Regions from separate parts of the Danio rerio genome. Here regions 1, 2 and 4 are each linked to region 3. The links are chromatin contacts, called in public Hi-C and HiChIP or PLAC-seq maps. All regions are on one chromosome and are shown on one strand. The core of a region is the stretch at or near the end of the contact, and the rest is flanking DNA. Distances in the headings are between cores, read along the strand shown. Region 1 has its middle 210 kb from the start of si:ch211-147m20.3. Region 2 overlaps LOC141378830 (a long non-coding RNA gene). Region 3 holds the start of nr2f2 (nuclear receptor subfamily 2, group F, member 2). Region 4 has its middle 110 kb from the start of mctp2a.

The links. A called contact is a pair of places that touch in the nucleus more often than the background predicts. HiChIP or PLAC-seq counts read pairs in DNA pulled down with a chosen protein or histone mark.
Region 1: a Hi-C map of fibroblasts shows a contact between it and region 3, with 7 times the contacts expected there. The contact joins the enhancer-like site here to the promoter of nr2f2 in region 3. A contact is called at or near these places in 7 of 18 Hi-C or Micro-C datasets (caudal fin, embryo, fibroblasts and 2 more) and 2 of 4 datasets of contacts at active chromatin or transcription factors (caudal fin and embryo).
Region 2: a contact with region 3 is called in an H3K4me3 HiChIP or PLAC-seq map of embryo, with 6 times the contacts expected there. The contact joins the enhancer-like site here to the promoter of nr2f2 in region 3. A contact is called at or near these places in 6 of 18 Hi-C or Micro-C datasets (caudal fin, embryo, fibroblasts and 1 more) and 3 of 4 datasets of contacts at active chromatin or transcription factors (caudal fin, embryo and pancreas).
Region 4: a contact with region 3 is called in an H3K4me3 HiChIP or PLAC-seq map of embryo, with 2.3 times the contacts expected there. The contact joins the enhancer-like site here to the promoter of nr2f2 in region 3. A contact is called at or near these places in 4 of 18 Hi-C or Micro-C datasets (caudal fin, embryo and an unstated tissue) and 2 of 4 datasets of contacts at active chromatin or transcription factors (caudal fin and embryo).

Annotation. Positions count from the first base shown.
Region 1 is chr18:25,686,933-25,690,754 of GRCz12tu, forward strand. No RefSeq gene overlaps it. Among named protein-coding and RNA genes, the nearest start is that of si:ch211-147m20.3, 210 kb to the right of the region's middle. Within about 2 kb of position 1,564, at least 8 of the 62 cell types and tissues checked have an H3K27ac peak or open chromatin away from gene starts, as enhancers often do.
Region 2 is chr18:25,024,470-25,028,523 of GRCz12tu, forward strand. It overlaps LOC141378830 (a long non-coding RNA gene), which reads left to right. Exons shown (of 2, transcript XR_012394315.1): 2 at 1,279-2,931. Among named protein-coding and RNA genes, the nearest start is that of mctp2a, 270 kb to the left of the region's middle. Within about 2 kb of position 1,957, at least 3 of the 62 cell types and tissues checked have an H3K27ac peak or open chromatin away from gene starts, as enhancers often do.
Region 3 is chr18:25,297,263-25,300,948 of GRCz12tu, forward strand. nr2f2 (nuclear receptor subfamily 2, group F, member 2) reads right to left here and starts at 1,829. Exons shown (of 3, transcript NM_131183.2): 1 at 607-1,829. The coding sequence starts at 1,072. It overlaps LOC100536923 (a long non-coding RNA gene), which reads left to right and starts at 3,655. Exons shown (of 4, transcript XR_012394318.1): 1 at 3,655-3,686.
Region 4 is chr18:24,868,862-24,872,469 of GRCz12tu, forward strand. No RefSeq gene overlaps it. Among named protein-coding and RNA genes, the nearest start is that of mctp2a, 110 kb to the left of the region's middle. Within about 2 kb of position 1,775, at least 6 of the 62 cell types and tissues checked have an H3K27ac peak or open chromatin away from gene starts, as enhancers often do.

The sequences.
Region 1 (3,822 bases), core at 314-2,813, 390 kb after region 3:
GGAGTGCTGTGTCTGGGGTTGATGGTTGAATATAGTCTGGATACCCATTAATTTCCTATGGTGGTCACTTTTGACCGGGAACACCACAGAGGTAACACGGTTGATTAAAACACTCACATTCAACGAAAGAGGTGGTCACTTTTATATGTTTAAGTGCATAGTGTTCAGGATATCATAAGGCCTTGAGGCAATCAGATGTAAAACACAATAGTTATGAGTATTTTAAGTTGTAAATTGGTCAGATTTGACCCAAACACGCCAGGAAGGTTAGTAAAAGTCAGAATTATTAGCCCTGCTGTCAATTTTTCTTTTTACCAATTTTTTCAACACATTTCTAAACATAATAGTTTTAATACATCATTTCTAACTGATTTATTTAAGCTTTGCCATGATGACAGTAAATAATATTTTACTAGATATTTTTCAAGACACTTTTATAACCCTTAAGTGACATTTAAAGTCTTAACTAGGTTAATTTGGTAAACTATGCAGGTTTGGGTAATTATGCAAGTTATTGCATAACAATGGTTTGTTTTGTATACTATCAAAAAATATATGTAGCTTAAAGGAGCTAATAATTGTGTCCTTAAAATGTTTTTTAAAAAATTAAAAACTGCTTTTACTGTAGTCAAAATAAAAAAATAAGACTTTCTTCTTACTACTGTAAAAATTACCTTGCTCTATAAAGCATCATTTGGGAAATATTAAAATAATAATAATAATAATAATAATAATAATAAAAAATCAAATGGGGGCTAATAATTCTGACTTCAACTGTATGTGTTTATTTATATTTATAGATTTGCATTTATTTTAACAAACACAAATCTGCATAATATGCCACTCCCACCCCCCTCATAAATATGTTATTCTTTAATGAAAATAAAACATCCATATTTTGATATTTGAAGAGTTCAGAAGCAAAAACCTCTAAAAGTGCCATCTGAAATTCTCTTCTAAAATTAGCTTAGCATCCTATATGATTATATCCAGTAATTTACTTTAAAAGGTAATAAAAGTAAACTTTGCTATAAAAGTAAAATATACTGAACCTACACAGTCTCATAAAAAACAACAGGATAAAATAGATTAAAATTTCATGTCACTTTTTTGTTAACAAAAGGTATTTGAAAGTATTAAAATGCTATTTGCATTTAATATGCTTTCTATGTAAATGAAAGACATTTTGTACATTTATTTTTAATGCAAACTCCACAGAAAGAAAAGTAATAAAGAAAAAAGGTTAAAAAAAATCTAACACAAAAATAAAACCACAAAAAGCCTTCCTACAGTGCATTGTGTTTGAGCAAGCCAAAAGATGAACAATAATGGAGCTTAAAGCGGCTAATCTCCGAACACACGGTGCATGTGTTCATCCAACATCTATACCTCCATTCATTCTCAAACTCTACATACTAGCCACAGAGGAGCAGTTTGATGCACATCTAGCGGTGTGCTATTTTTATTATTCAAACTGTCCACAGAATCAAGCCTTCGTGTCTTGCAAGCCGCTTTCACAGCAGGGAACAATGAGTGGTGAAAGTGGACGGAGGATCTACAGTATCACTGCTCCCCCTGGTGTGCAGGAACGGGACGGTCGGACGGGTCACAGTTCGCAGAGGGGCGTTTGTGAACCCAGCTGGCTTTAAGATGGCTGGGTGAAAACTGGGAGACACTAATTCTGCTCAATGAATCCAATTAGACTGTCTCACCCATTTGGAGGAATATGTGTCTGCTCTTCCATTATCCAATCTTTCACACTGGACATGCCTTGTTATTGTTCATGCATGGTTATTTTGTGTGTGTGTGTGTGTGTGTGTGTGTGAAATGCAGTTTTTTATTATAAAAAAAAAGCCAGCAGTGCAAATTATTGGTTGTTTTCAGAGGATTATATATATATATATATATATATATATATATATATATATATATATATATATATATATATATATATATATATATATATATATATATATATATATTTTTTTTTTTTTTTTTGTCATATTAATGCAATCGCACTTTGCATGTGCAGTTATATTTATTTTAATATTTACTAATTTCGCAAACACTAATAAATGCTACCTGGCAGAAATGGAAATATTTATGTTTGTTTGTTTGCTTATATATAATATAATAAATAAATATATTAATGTTTTATTGTCATTACTACTTTAAAAAAAAGTTAAATAACAAATAAATAAAAAATAATAAAAAAAAACATTGTGCTGGGACAAAAGAAAGAAAAATATATATAAAAGAACAGGAATAATAAAAATAATAATCAATAAAGTAAATTAATATTAAATAAACAAAAAATACATATGAAATAAAGCATTTATTTTATTTCATTTTATGTATAGTCGGCAAAATAAAAAAGAATAAAAATAACTAAATAAAAAAGAAATAATAATAATAATATATCACCAGCAAAGATAACATTTTTGTTTTCTTTTCAATTATCAAATCCTAGATGAAAGCCATCAGTTTCTCTCACAGCATACATACATGAAAAGCAAAGGCTGTGAATCACATAAGACTGCCATTATGAGTCATTAGCAAGCCTTATGCTTTAAACCCCATTCAGGGACTGCAAGCAGGAGACTTAAACATGCCAGGCCGCTCCGTCCCTAAAGGGTTAAATGCACATGTGCGCTAACCCTCACACACATACACACACTGCCATCCTGAAAGCGCACTAGGCTGGCTGTGCATACAGATGCACTCATCATAATTCATTTAAGCCCATAATTCTCAGCAGGCTAATGCCCCACCAAAGACCCTCAACATCCTTAAAGAGTTAAATCATCACTTTGGGGAAGAACAGAGGAATGGAGAGGGAGAGAGAATATATGTGTGTGTGTGTGTAGTCCATAGTCCAAAAATTTTATATATATATGTATATATATCAGTCAGAATTATTAGCCTCCTGTTTTATTAGGCCCCTGTATATTTTCCCTCAATTCCTTTTTAATGGAAGATTTTCTTTCACGAAAGTTTAAATAACTAATTTTTAAGAACTGAATCTCTCTTATCATTGCTATGATGACAGTACATAATAGTTTACTAAATTTTTCAGGATAGTATTCAGCTTAAAGTGCAATTTAAAGGCTTAACTAGGTTAATTAGGTTGATTTGGCAAGTAAGGTTTATTAGGTAAGTCATTGTATATGTGGTTTGTTCTGTAGACAAGTGAAAAACAAATAAACAAACAAACCCCCAAAAAAAACGGCTTAAGATGGCTAACATTATTAACCTAAAAATGGCTATTAAAAAAAAATAAAACTACTTTTATTCTAGCCAAAATAAAAACAAATATTTTTTTTACAGAAGAAAAAATATAGGAAATACTGTGAAAAAAAAATTGCTCTGTTAAACATCATTTGGAAAATATTTGAAAAAGAAAAGAAAATTCACAAGAGGGCTAATAATTTTAACTTTGTCTGTATAGACAGTTAAACAAACAATAAAGAAACATTTTAAAAAAATAAATAAATAAATACTTTTTTTGTCATTTGTAAATTATTATAAAAATACTCTCTGTTTGTGTGTGTGTGTGACTTTTCAAGGATGACTGGAAGTGCTTGGACCAGTCCCTTCAGTCAAGTATGTTGCCATGCGAGGGATTAGCGTGTGTGAAGCTCCAGGTCTTGACCTGCAAGCCTGGAAGCCAGTCTGAAACCTGACCCCAGACCAGGTGTGTGCCTTCGGGTCGAGAGGTTGGGAAAGCACGCAACTAAAGACAGCTCGTCCATAAAAGACATACTGCTCCAATTAAATCTATTCCAACCATTTCAAAACACCAGGCGTGAGCTCTGTAAACTT
Region 2 (4,054 bases), core at 707-3,206, 270 kb before region 3:
ATTAATTTCAATAGACTGTTGACCAATATTGTAAGGAGCACTACACTGCCATTAATAATATCCTGTAAAGATGAGGAGTACACCATTACAGACAGAATACTTTTTCTTAATGTAAGTTGCTAATAAATAATAGAGTATATGAGCTCTTTTAAGATGCACAATTAAGAGCCAGTGCATTATGCAAACAACACTCTTCTCTTCTCTTCTCTTCTCTTCTCTTCTCTTCAGCAGTGCCACAAAAAATGTCCCCTACCCAAATGTACCACCGAAATAAGCCCATTATATAAACACTATTGAGCATTCTGTGCATTCAACATACCAAACACAGCAAATGGGGGCCGAGTCGCAGTTCTTAGCATTTGATATTCTGCATCATTGTGGCCTGAAACTCTATTTAGATCAAAGAGATTGAGAAGCCCAAGTTTCAAATCCTCCCCAAAGCCCATTCTGGCTACTCTTTATTTAGCTCATTGGCATTCTGACCCCATGCCTCAGAGACTTTGAACCCTCAAAGTTTGGAAAGCTGAATTGCTCCTTTAAACACATTATCAGTGGGCCAGATTAAAGAATATCACTAAGCATCTTAAGGTTTTAGTGCAGTGTGGCGGCATAGACCGGGCCTCCGGAGCCACTTACTGCCATATACTGTATTAGGAATGGCTGAAAAAACACACCAGAGGGGTTGGTGGGAAAAAAGCCTTGCGCTCATGGTAAATTAAGTTTGGGTTAAATGAAATAGAATAGGAGGAATGATCTAGAAAAAAAGGAGTAAAGGTTAAAAGGAGACTGATTGTTGTGTTTATTGTTATTGCGGATTTTGCCGAATTTCGTCAGCCCTCGTCGTTACGGAGCGTCTGTGGATTTACAATGTGGCATTTTATTTCCGGGATTGAGTGGTAAAGGCAATACTATCTGTACTAGAATGCCTAGAATCTTTATACGCAGTACATTCTTGTCCAGATTTCCAGGGTACTATCAGTTTCAGACAAAGCGCCATCTGCGAGGTGCATTCAAGTCTACAGGACTGTGGCGATTGTCATGATGGGAGAGATACATTTTTCCCTGCTCTCTTATTTGTTTTCTTTGGTATAGCCCAATAACAGCAAATGCACAAAGGGGATTTTGAGACGTAAATCCTTTTTTGGGGGGTGGCGGCGGTGTTGAGGAGGTGGTTTGATAAGGTGCAAAGATGCACTGCATTGAATGTATGTGTTTGTTCTCCTGAGCAGCTCTCACACCCTCTCTCCCTCCCTCCCCTCTTTTCTTTCTCCTCTTCAGTCTCATCAGCCACCGTGATTAAGATTTGGCACCTTGGACCACATTGTCTTCATTTGGAAATATTTCAGCTGCATTTGTGCCACTCGGAGGGGAGAAAGAGATAAAGGAGGAGAAGGGGAAAAACACACCCTGTTGTGTGAATCCTAGAAAGGCCTTGAACCCTGCCATTCATCCTATTCACTTCATCAGCTGAGTCTAATTGCTAGAGAGGACAGGAGACCCAAGGCCTGATTGTTCCTTATCCTCTTTGGAGCCTTCTGAGGCATGAAAAGCGAAAGGCCTGCTTTTGATCTTTTTTTCTCTTCTCTCTACTCTCCTCTTCTGGTTTTCTTTCTCTTCTCTGTCATCCCCTGCTATCCTTTCCCTCCGAATGACATTCTCCTTTCACACCCTTGCCCTCTTCTCCATCCACGCAAAATAATTATCAAGCTCTGCTTCATCAAATAATGCTAGAGATAGGAGGTCACGGCGGGGAGGGCCAGGGGTCTGGAGGTGAGGCCCTGAACTGTGGAGAAGCTCCTAGCTCATCTTAGCGGCATGCTCCTTAGCTCAGGGCACCTTTATGTACCTTGACCCCGGTTTTCGTTTGCCTCTCTTAATGAGACCCTCTTACACAGCCGACGCGGTCCCGGCCCTGCCCTGTTAGGGGGCTCCGTGGTTGTGAGGCCAAAGTACAATAAGACACAGAGGCCGTGTTCAGACAAGGGCGCATCTGTGCTGTCTTATTAAGGCCTGAAGAAGAGCTCATGCTTCTTAAAGTCCCACAGGCTTGGAGACAAGATCTATTGACATCTACTTGTCCTCGGCGGTCAACGCCTTTCAGTGGAGGGCCAGCCTATACACACAAGTTCTTATTAGAAGTAATTTCAGGAAGCTTATTTAGAGAGGCAAGTGCTTAACTTGCTTTAGGTGACCATGCAGGCCACGGTGAAAGTGGGTGAATTTGGTGCAAAAAAAAAATTCTTTAGACTCAAAAGATGTCAAAGGCCAACCCTGTCGGTGGACGAAAATAGTTGTTCAGATGAAGAATTGTGCACAGCAAGTATGCGGACACTTATTCTCAAGCTTCAGCCACTTTCGCAAGCACTTATTATGACAGTTGTTTAGAAGTGGAGTGGGCGAATTTTGTTGGATGACATCTCAGATGTGATTTCGTGAAAAAGAGGCTGGTTCATTTTGCTTATTATTTTGAAAATAGCTTGAAAAGGTATTGCTATTTAGCATGTTACAATTAAGATACCTTCTTTTAAGGAATCATTTAAGTATTCTTGTAAAGTTTTTACTGCTAAATTTACACTATCCTAAAATCTGTCACAAATTGGAGTAAATTGCATTTTGCAATCACAAGTGGTGACAACTGAGCAGCATTATTTACAGTAAAATTGTTAAAAAACTGAAGAGGAATTAATTGTGACATGAATTGAGCACTTTTATCTGGGAAAATGATTAAATTACTAAATAGCACCATTAAAAGGAGTCTGTTAATAGAGCTGTAGAGACTGATAAAGCTAGCTAAATGCTTCTCACATTCAACTGAAAAGAGAAAAGCCTGGCTACTAACACTTCTACAGGACAACATATTCACTATGATACTCTAAACTTTAGTTACTATGCTGTATTAAAGATTTATCAGCATGGAAAATATTACTTCCATTGCTGGCAATTTCTATTAAATTGTGGTTCACAAAATCATACCAAAAATTGACTAAATGTTCTTAATAAAAATGGCAAGTCGGATGGCAACAGTTGCTATGGATGGACTGGTCAGGAGCATTGAAAGGTGGGGTTTAGCACTGGGTCAACTGTGAATCACAATTACCAATAGTCTTTGACATGCAGCACTGTGCTCAGATTCCCAATGCTTTACTTTCCAAGAATACAAGCGTTCCCCATTGTTCTGTAGAGCCGAATATCTGAAGTCTTTTATTATGAAGGTGCAAAGAGGAAACCTGACAATAAAAACAATAACTAGTTGTAAACTCGGCTGTGCTGGCAAAGTGCATAATGAAGAATAAGCAGACAGAAAAAAGGATGTAGCAAACAAACAAGACGGCAAACAAAAACCTTTAAGCAATCATGTAAAGCACGTCGAACATCTGAGCACTGTGTGAGAACAAAGCGGAGCCCCTGTCAGCCCATCGATCTGCTCCTGAAGGCACTCGTACGCACACACATATCTACTTCCACAAGGCTCCAACTGCACCCCGTCTCTCAGAGAATGCATGTATTGATCTGGCCCACTTCTGTAGAGTTAACTCACTGATAAAACCTGACCACAGGGCTTCCATGGGCCCAAGAGCGTTCGGGATGCTGTTGAAAAATACAGCAGGAGAAAAAAAAAAAGATGAAACACAAAGCGAGTGGAAAAAGATCGCTGCCTGTACGTCCCCTCAGTCTGGAGAGATGAGGCTCTTTGACAGTTGTGTCTTTTTGGCTGGATTTATTTATATATTTCCTCAGCATTGTGTGCTTAGACGGCTGTCGACTGTACCACGTGGATTGACAAGCGTTCAGAGATGTTGTGCATATTGTCATCTCCTCAAGTGCACCCACTGGAATTCCTCTTAGAAATTCAGAGTGATGTGAGGAAAAGCTGATTTTTTTTTTAATGCTGTATTAATGCAAAGGGTTGGTCAGCGCGTCTGTGCGCTTCTGCATCTCGCAACGTGTTGCTTGTGAGAATGTGTGTGTGTGTGTGTGTGTGCGTGCTCGAGTGCATCCAACATTATATGCCAGTGTGGATGTGTGTTTGTGTGTGAATGTGTATGCGTGTTGC
Region 3 (3,686 bases), core at 579-3,078:
AAAGAAAGACATGAATGCTAACCCTTAACCTATTTAGCTAGCGACAGAGTCAGTTCAGCTGTCTGTTGAGAATTTGCGAGCGAACTGGGTGTCTGGCGGAACGTTTATTGAAATAAATCAATAAAAAAGCCCAACAGTGAATATTCTCTAGTTTTCGAGCAAAAGCGAGAGATGTAGATTGTGGTCGATCTGGAGTCCCTAGCTTAGTGTGTGTGTATGTGAGCGCGCGTGTGTGTATATGTGATTTTGACGCTGCTTCTCCATACTCCCTCGCCATAACCGCACGGCATATCTGCAGTGATTATAAAAATAAAGACAAATACCCATGTTTTCGTCGCCTAATAAAAGCAATGGTTAGTTTAAAGCTGCGAACATGTGCAATGCGAAATAGTCGCTAAGGAGAGGGTGTTCTTTATTCGAGCATTAAGGGCGCCGTGATAACGCTCAGTCTCGAGCGCTATAGGCGGTTCCTTCGCATGCTGTGGACGGGCAGATTGAGAGAGAGGAGTCGGGGATAAAATACAGGAAGAAGCATGCGCGATTAAGTCAGGCTAAATACAGAAGACAAAGACAAAGACAGCAGTAAAACAACAAAAATCCGAATACCTTCCCGTCTCATGCCAACTTTGAGGCATTTTTTGAGGCGGCAGTACTGACACTGATTGCGATGGTGCTGGTCAATGGGACAATTCCTGTTGGCACGGCATGTGTAAGTGAGGTTCCTTCGTACGCTCCGTTTGAAAAAGCTTTTGCACCCCTCGCAAGTGAACTGGCCATAGTGTTTACCGCTGGATTTGTCCCCGCAAACCACGCACTCTATATGCTGTGGCTGCTGCTTTTCCGACTGGCTCTGCGTCGTCTGGTTCGTCGGGGTTGACTGTGTGTTGTTATTGTTGTTCGGGGGTCCTTGAACGGGTGTCTGAGGGGTCGGAGGGGCAACCTGAGAGGCCGTCAGACCCAGCTGGCCTGGTTGAGGGGTCGGAAGGGATAGTCCTCCTTGGGTTTGCGATGAGAGGGTGCCATGGGTCTCGGCCACATCGTCCTGGGAGCCTCTCCACACTACCATTGCCATATCTATCAGTCAACGTTAAAAAAACTTTTTGTTCCCCGTTTTTGGTTTCGGAATGCTTTGTTTAAAAAAATAATATCGCAGCACGGTGCCTCTATCACTTAGGAGGGTAAAATAAATAATTCAGGATCGGCACGGTCGGTTAGAGTCTGAATGTCCGTTCAAAGTTGCGCACCGACGAGAAACAGTAGTCTATTTCTTGACTGAAATAGCGTTACCTGGCATGTGGTTAAAATTGAAGCAAGCCGAATAGCAGCCTTGCTCTTAGAGGCCAAGTCCAGGGGCACTTGCAGTCATCCATCCAGTAAACCCATCAAGGAAAAAAATGGAAAATAAACACTGCGGAAGAAGATACGAACAGAGCAGGACGAACAAGTTCACGCGTGGAGCGATGTTCGGACGCACAGAGACACGCAGCTTTCAAAGATACTTGCGACACAAGAGAAGTTCCAGCGTAAAGTCTTGTAGAAAACCAACAACTGGCAAAAAATATTGCCGCTTCTTCCTTTTCTTCAAATGAGGTAGCGCTAGCAGCCGCGCGCAGTTGCAGCCTGTGCTCGAGTCAAATATGAAGTCAACTCTCCGGCAAGCAGGACCGATAATAAAACAAAAAGATCACAACCTATAGAACCTCCTTCATGCGCGTAAAAATAATAAGAGAGAGAACAGAGAATCAAAGTGATCAAATATGTTAAAAAGGGGGAGGTTAGGAAGTGACTGCGATTTGTAGGCGCTGGGCTGGCAGAATGCTTTCTCTCTGATCAGCTCACTGAGCTCTCTATATAGTGAACTTTGACACGACTGCTGCAACTTAGCACACGTTACCATGGAGATGAGTTGCCATATATGGAAAGTGACTGTGTTTGACTGGTCAGAGCTCACGGACCTCCCCCTGAACCCTATTGGCTAGTCGGCACTTGTGCTACTTGGTTCTTTGCCAAAGCCAGGAATAAGGGTCGAGGAGCCGCTTGGTCCTAAAGAGAGAAGCACACAGTTCCGTGGAAAAATGATCGCAATACATGCAGTCATATTTTTTATTTGTTTCAAATAAAATACACGTTTGACGTATATTTTATCACCGTTTCCACACTCCAGAGATCCATTTATTTTTAAAAATAAATGTTATAAAAATGTAAGTAAATCTATATTAAATTATAGGCTACAGTCCCTCTAATCTGACCACAAAACGATAAGAAATATATGTCCGTGATAGTGATATTACTGCCATTCAAAATTTATTTATTTTTTGTTCTTGCCACTTGCCTTGCACACCATTCACTCTATAGACTGACCGCAACGTGTGTGATTTGGTCAGTTCCATTAATCCATTAATCCGCATTAACGCCTCGTTATAAATCATGAAACTGCATATCATTCATCAAGTCAATATTGCACCGACAAATACATTTAAAACAGAGAGCGTTCACGAGGGAACAAGCAACATACGCGAGAGACTATTGATGTAAGTTCGAGCACTTTACACTGTAATCAAGATATATGTCAAAGACGCGCAAGATGCTACTTTGTAAGCAATACAGGAGAAAAGCTTGTTAAATGAATAATATTAAAAATACTAAATACAGGGTGCATATATATATATATATATATATATATATATATATATATATATATATATATATATATATATATATATATATATATATAGAATTGCTTTATTTTATCATAAATTTGAGCATTCACATACTTATTTATATAGGGCCTGTATTCATTAAATTAGTCTAAATGAGCTATAAAACTTTCGTAGGCTAATACTTATGCATTAGTCTTATGTTTAAATCGACTGTCTTTAGTGCATGTACACAAAAAAAGGATAACTGATTAGGCTACTACTGACGCCGTATACCGTTATCAGCACAATTTAATATATTGTTTGCAAAAGCAGAATCAATTTATATTAATGTAACTTTCGTACACATGACGAGTGTGCCCATAAAAATAATAGTCACCTGAAAAATATTTTGGTTGACAACTTTGATTGCATTGCAAAGATTTAGAGGTAGCCTAAAAACGAAGGTCAAACAGTTCTTAGCTATTTATATATAAATGGTGCATTCAACGTTTTCTTATAGATTTTAGGATTACTATGTTTTTAGGGCCTTGGAATACCACGTATATACCTTACAAAATAATTTAATAAATTATTCCACGAAATTCTTGCATGGATCACATGGATATAAGGAAACCCTCAATACATTCGAAAAACGCCTAAACATAAGATAAATGACGGTCAGCGAAAAAACAAGAAGCCCAGAAGTCTTATGTTAATTGACATAGATGTTAGCTGGGAGCCTCGGGGTGGTCAAATAAGGTGTCTCCCTTCTCGCTCCTCGGGTTATAAGTCAGAGCACATTTTTAAAGCTCGCTTGTTGAAGTCTACTTTCTGTATCACCATGGGTTGTCGGAGTTGGGTCCACTGAAAAATGTACAGTGCTAAATCACAGCATATGCTGCCTCGGAGGAAAAATGCAGAAGAGACTGGACGTACAGCAGTATATGGGCGCCTCCTAGCGTTTGGATTATTTCTGCCTGGAATCGCTCTTTAAGGTGGAAGAGCCATCTTAAATGGAAACTACATCGGTCGCTCGCCTCTCACATA
Region 4 (3,608 bases), core at 525-3,024, 430 kb before region 3:
GGGTTTCTGCTGAGTCTTAAAAAGTCTAAAATTTAAAAATCGAAATTTAAGACTTTAAAAAGTCTTAAATTCACTGTTCTTAAATATTTTTGCACAAGTCTTACTTTTCCAATGTCCATGTAATGCTCCATCTAGTGTTTCTTTTAAATAGTTTTTTGTTGTTGTTGCTAGGTTTTTGTGGTGTTGTAGATCTTTATTTCACTAGTCCAATTGTAATTTACGGTATTACAACTTTAAATGAGGTCAACTTGCAATAGCCAATCAGCTTTCTGTTATTAACTCAGTGCGCAGGGCGAATGTGACGTCATTGCTGTCTTTGCGAAGGTTCACTGTGGGTGCGTGCCACATGATTTCGCCTGGTGGAGTATGGCGTTATTTCACTGACAAATGTCTTAAGCGCACTATTACAAGTTTGCAGCGCATCCATGTAATACGAGAGCGAATCTCTTTGCTCACGCGCCAGTTTCCCTCTGTTCATGGACAAAACTGCTCGCGAGCTCTTAAAACACTGGCAGCTCATGTGCGAATGATCTGCTCTCGCTCCATCGGACAATGCGGACTCACAATTTTTTTGTCTTGTGTTTCCTCCTCCGTTCGTGCTTTTGCTCTCCAGAGATGCTTCAGCATACTGTAGTATTAAGAATAGTGAACTGATAAAATACAGTGTCGTTTTACTACAGTAAAGTGTGGTGAATTGTAGTATAATATACACAATATTGTAAAAAATAAAAATAAAAAATCTACAGCAGTTTTGTCCACAAACCAGAAATCCGTGCACGAGCAAAGAAATTTGCTTGCTCTTTATACATAAGTGCGCACTTGAGTTGTAATACTGCGCTCACGTCATTTGTCAGTGAAATAACGCCATAGTGAAATTTATGGAATTTTTTTAGACTCTGATCAACAGTTTGCATGGCGCCACATTTGATTTGAGTTGAATATCAAACAGTTTGAAGAGTTTTTGTCTGAAACAGATATACTCCATACATCTCTATGATCCATCCATGCGTGATCATAAAGATAACCAGATGACCGATAATTCTTGGCTTGAAATTTCAACAGCAGTGGGAAAGGAGGAAAGTTTTTATGAAAGTTTGGAAAAACCTGAGGGATAAGTTTGTTAAAACAAAAAAAAAAAAAAAAAAAAAGAGTCCCCCTGAAAAATCTTCAATGATATTAATGATATGACCTTGTTCCGGAAACTTTCTACTTCTCTTTTTATTTGTCTGATTTAACTGTTTTAACTTTTTTTTTTTGACCGACCCCCTTTCATTTAAAAAAAAATATCTCAATGGCGAATGCATCAAGTTTAAAAGGCTTGTCCGTTTCTTGAGGTGCGTGATGTGGCGCCAGGCGAAAGTATAAATAAGCATTAAGATGTTAGTTTGTTTTGTCTGTAGTTCAATGGTGCATCTAACCTGTCTTTAGTACTGTACAATTAAAATACATTTATTTGCCACTAATTTTGTAATTTTTGCATTTTCTCTTTGTGTATGTGTGTTTTTGATATTGTGATAAAGGTCTTAAATTTAATAATTAATGGTCTTAAAAAGGTCTTTAAAAGTCTTAAATTTGACATTGTGATATCTGCAGAAACTCTGTATATAGCAGCCACTTTGTTTTCTTGCCTAATTTAATACTATTATATTAGGATATTAATATTCAAGTTCAGAGTACCAGTAATACTCCAATTCAAGTCTGAAATAGCGCGTCTGGTTGCGCTCCGCAAGGCAGATGATTTAAAGTGCAGCAAAAGCTTTGACGTTGATCATTTTCCAGGTTGTCTCTCAGTGAGTCATGGAGCAGCATGACGGTAGGTAGTGTAAACACTGTGGGTCTGTGGTTAGACGTGTAGGGGAAGCTCTCTCCAGCAGAGGGGCACCTGCTTCTCAAAGCCGGGCCGCTTAATCACTTTCATCTGGGCCCCCTGCTGCCTCGCTAACCTGGTCTTACTTTGGAAAGCAGATCTGTCTTTCACATCCTCACACATGCCTCCCCTTCTTTTGCTTTCAGCCTCGGTTGTTTTACCTTTCTAATTCGGCCCAGATGTGACGGGCCGCTACACCGCCCGCTCTTCCCCCTCTCCCTCTCTCGCCCACCTGCTCGCTGACCTTCAGACCCCGCAGCCAGACTCCCATTTGATTCCCCTTCTCCTGAGTGAAAGGGCTGTTCTGTAGCTCATCGCAGTGCCTCTTATAGCTCGGCCCCGTACTGCCCGGAGGGTCTATGTTCGGTGTTGGTGCCGAGAAGCGCTGGCAGCCCCCTGTCCCAGTCGCAAGCCTTCATGGCTTTTGTTACTCCTTCAATGACTCAATCAGAAGCTCCATGCCCGTGGCCTCTGAATAACCCACCTCCCATGAAGATGGCTGTAGACCAAGGACTCATACGGGCAACTCTTTGAGAACACACACACACACACACAATAGCAGCGGTGTTCGTTTTTGGACTAAAGATTTAGCTTTGGATACTCTGAGGATATTACAATATTGGCCAATTATCATCTGAAGGAATTTCATTATTGGAAAGAAAGGGCTGCTTTTGCCGAATCATCTTGCATTTAATTGGATCGGTCCAGTTGGACGTCCCGACTTGATGGACAGCCCAGATCTCTCTAGACCGGCGAAAGTCTGCGTCTGCCTCTGTTGGACAGGCCCCAGTAAATAATCTCTCGCTGCTAAATGCTCACTGTTAATTGTGTTTCCTTTTTTTTTTTTCCAGATAATTACGACAACACCTCTGCGCCTCAGCTTGAAGGACGCACTCCGCCAGGGCCTAAGCAGGTGCCTCTTACTGACTGACAAGAGCTGTCAATCATCCGTAAAGAGCTCTCCACTTTCCTACAGCTGTATGCGCCGATATTCCCTTTTGTCAGTTTATACCAAACACCAAATGAAAAAGCCGGGGCTTAACCAGGTAGCAAACAGGCCCCAGACTGTCAAAGGGAATTAGAGCGAGCATGTCTGCTTCTCTCCACTCTATCTATGAGGCACTCGCAGCGCTGTTCCTCGCACATGATAAGGGCTTTTACTTATGGGACCTGCCGTGATTAAGAGTCCCTGGGTAATAGAGCCTTTCCTTGCTGCCGCCGCCGCCGTTACAATGGTCAATGAAATTGCCGACATCTTTTCCAGTTATGGGGAGATTTTTCTTATCTAAGAAGGATAACCATGCGTTTGAAGGGAATGTTTGGCCAAGAATGGAGGTCTGTCATTCATTCAGCCTCATCTCTTCCTACACATGTATGCATTTCTTTCTTCTGTTTTAATACAATTTATTTTTTGTTTTTCCATGCAGAGGGATGCTCATTTATTTTAAAACAGAATTTAAAAAATGGTCCTAAAGGTTTAGAAAAAGATATAAGGGTGAGTAAAGACACAAAAGTTTGAAGTATCAGAACCACATAAAAAAATAAGTAATGGAATACTATAGTATTTTATAGTAGTTTATTTTAGCATATTTACACAAACTACACTAAATTAATGTTTGGAGTAACAACAGTTAACCATGTCAATGATAATAATCTTTGAATAAATCTTAATGCTTTATATATTTCTCAATAAGTCAGAATTATTAGCCCTCCTGTTTATTTTTTTCACTATTTTCTGTTC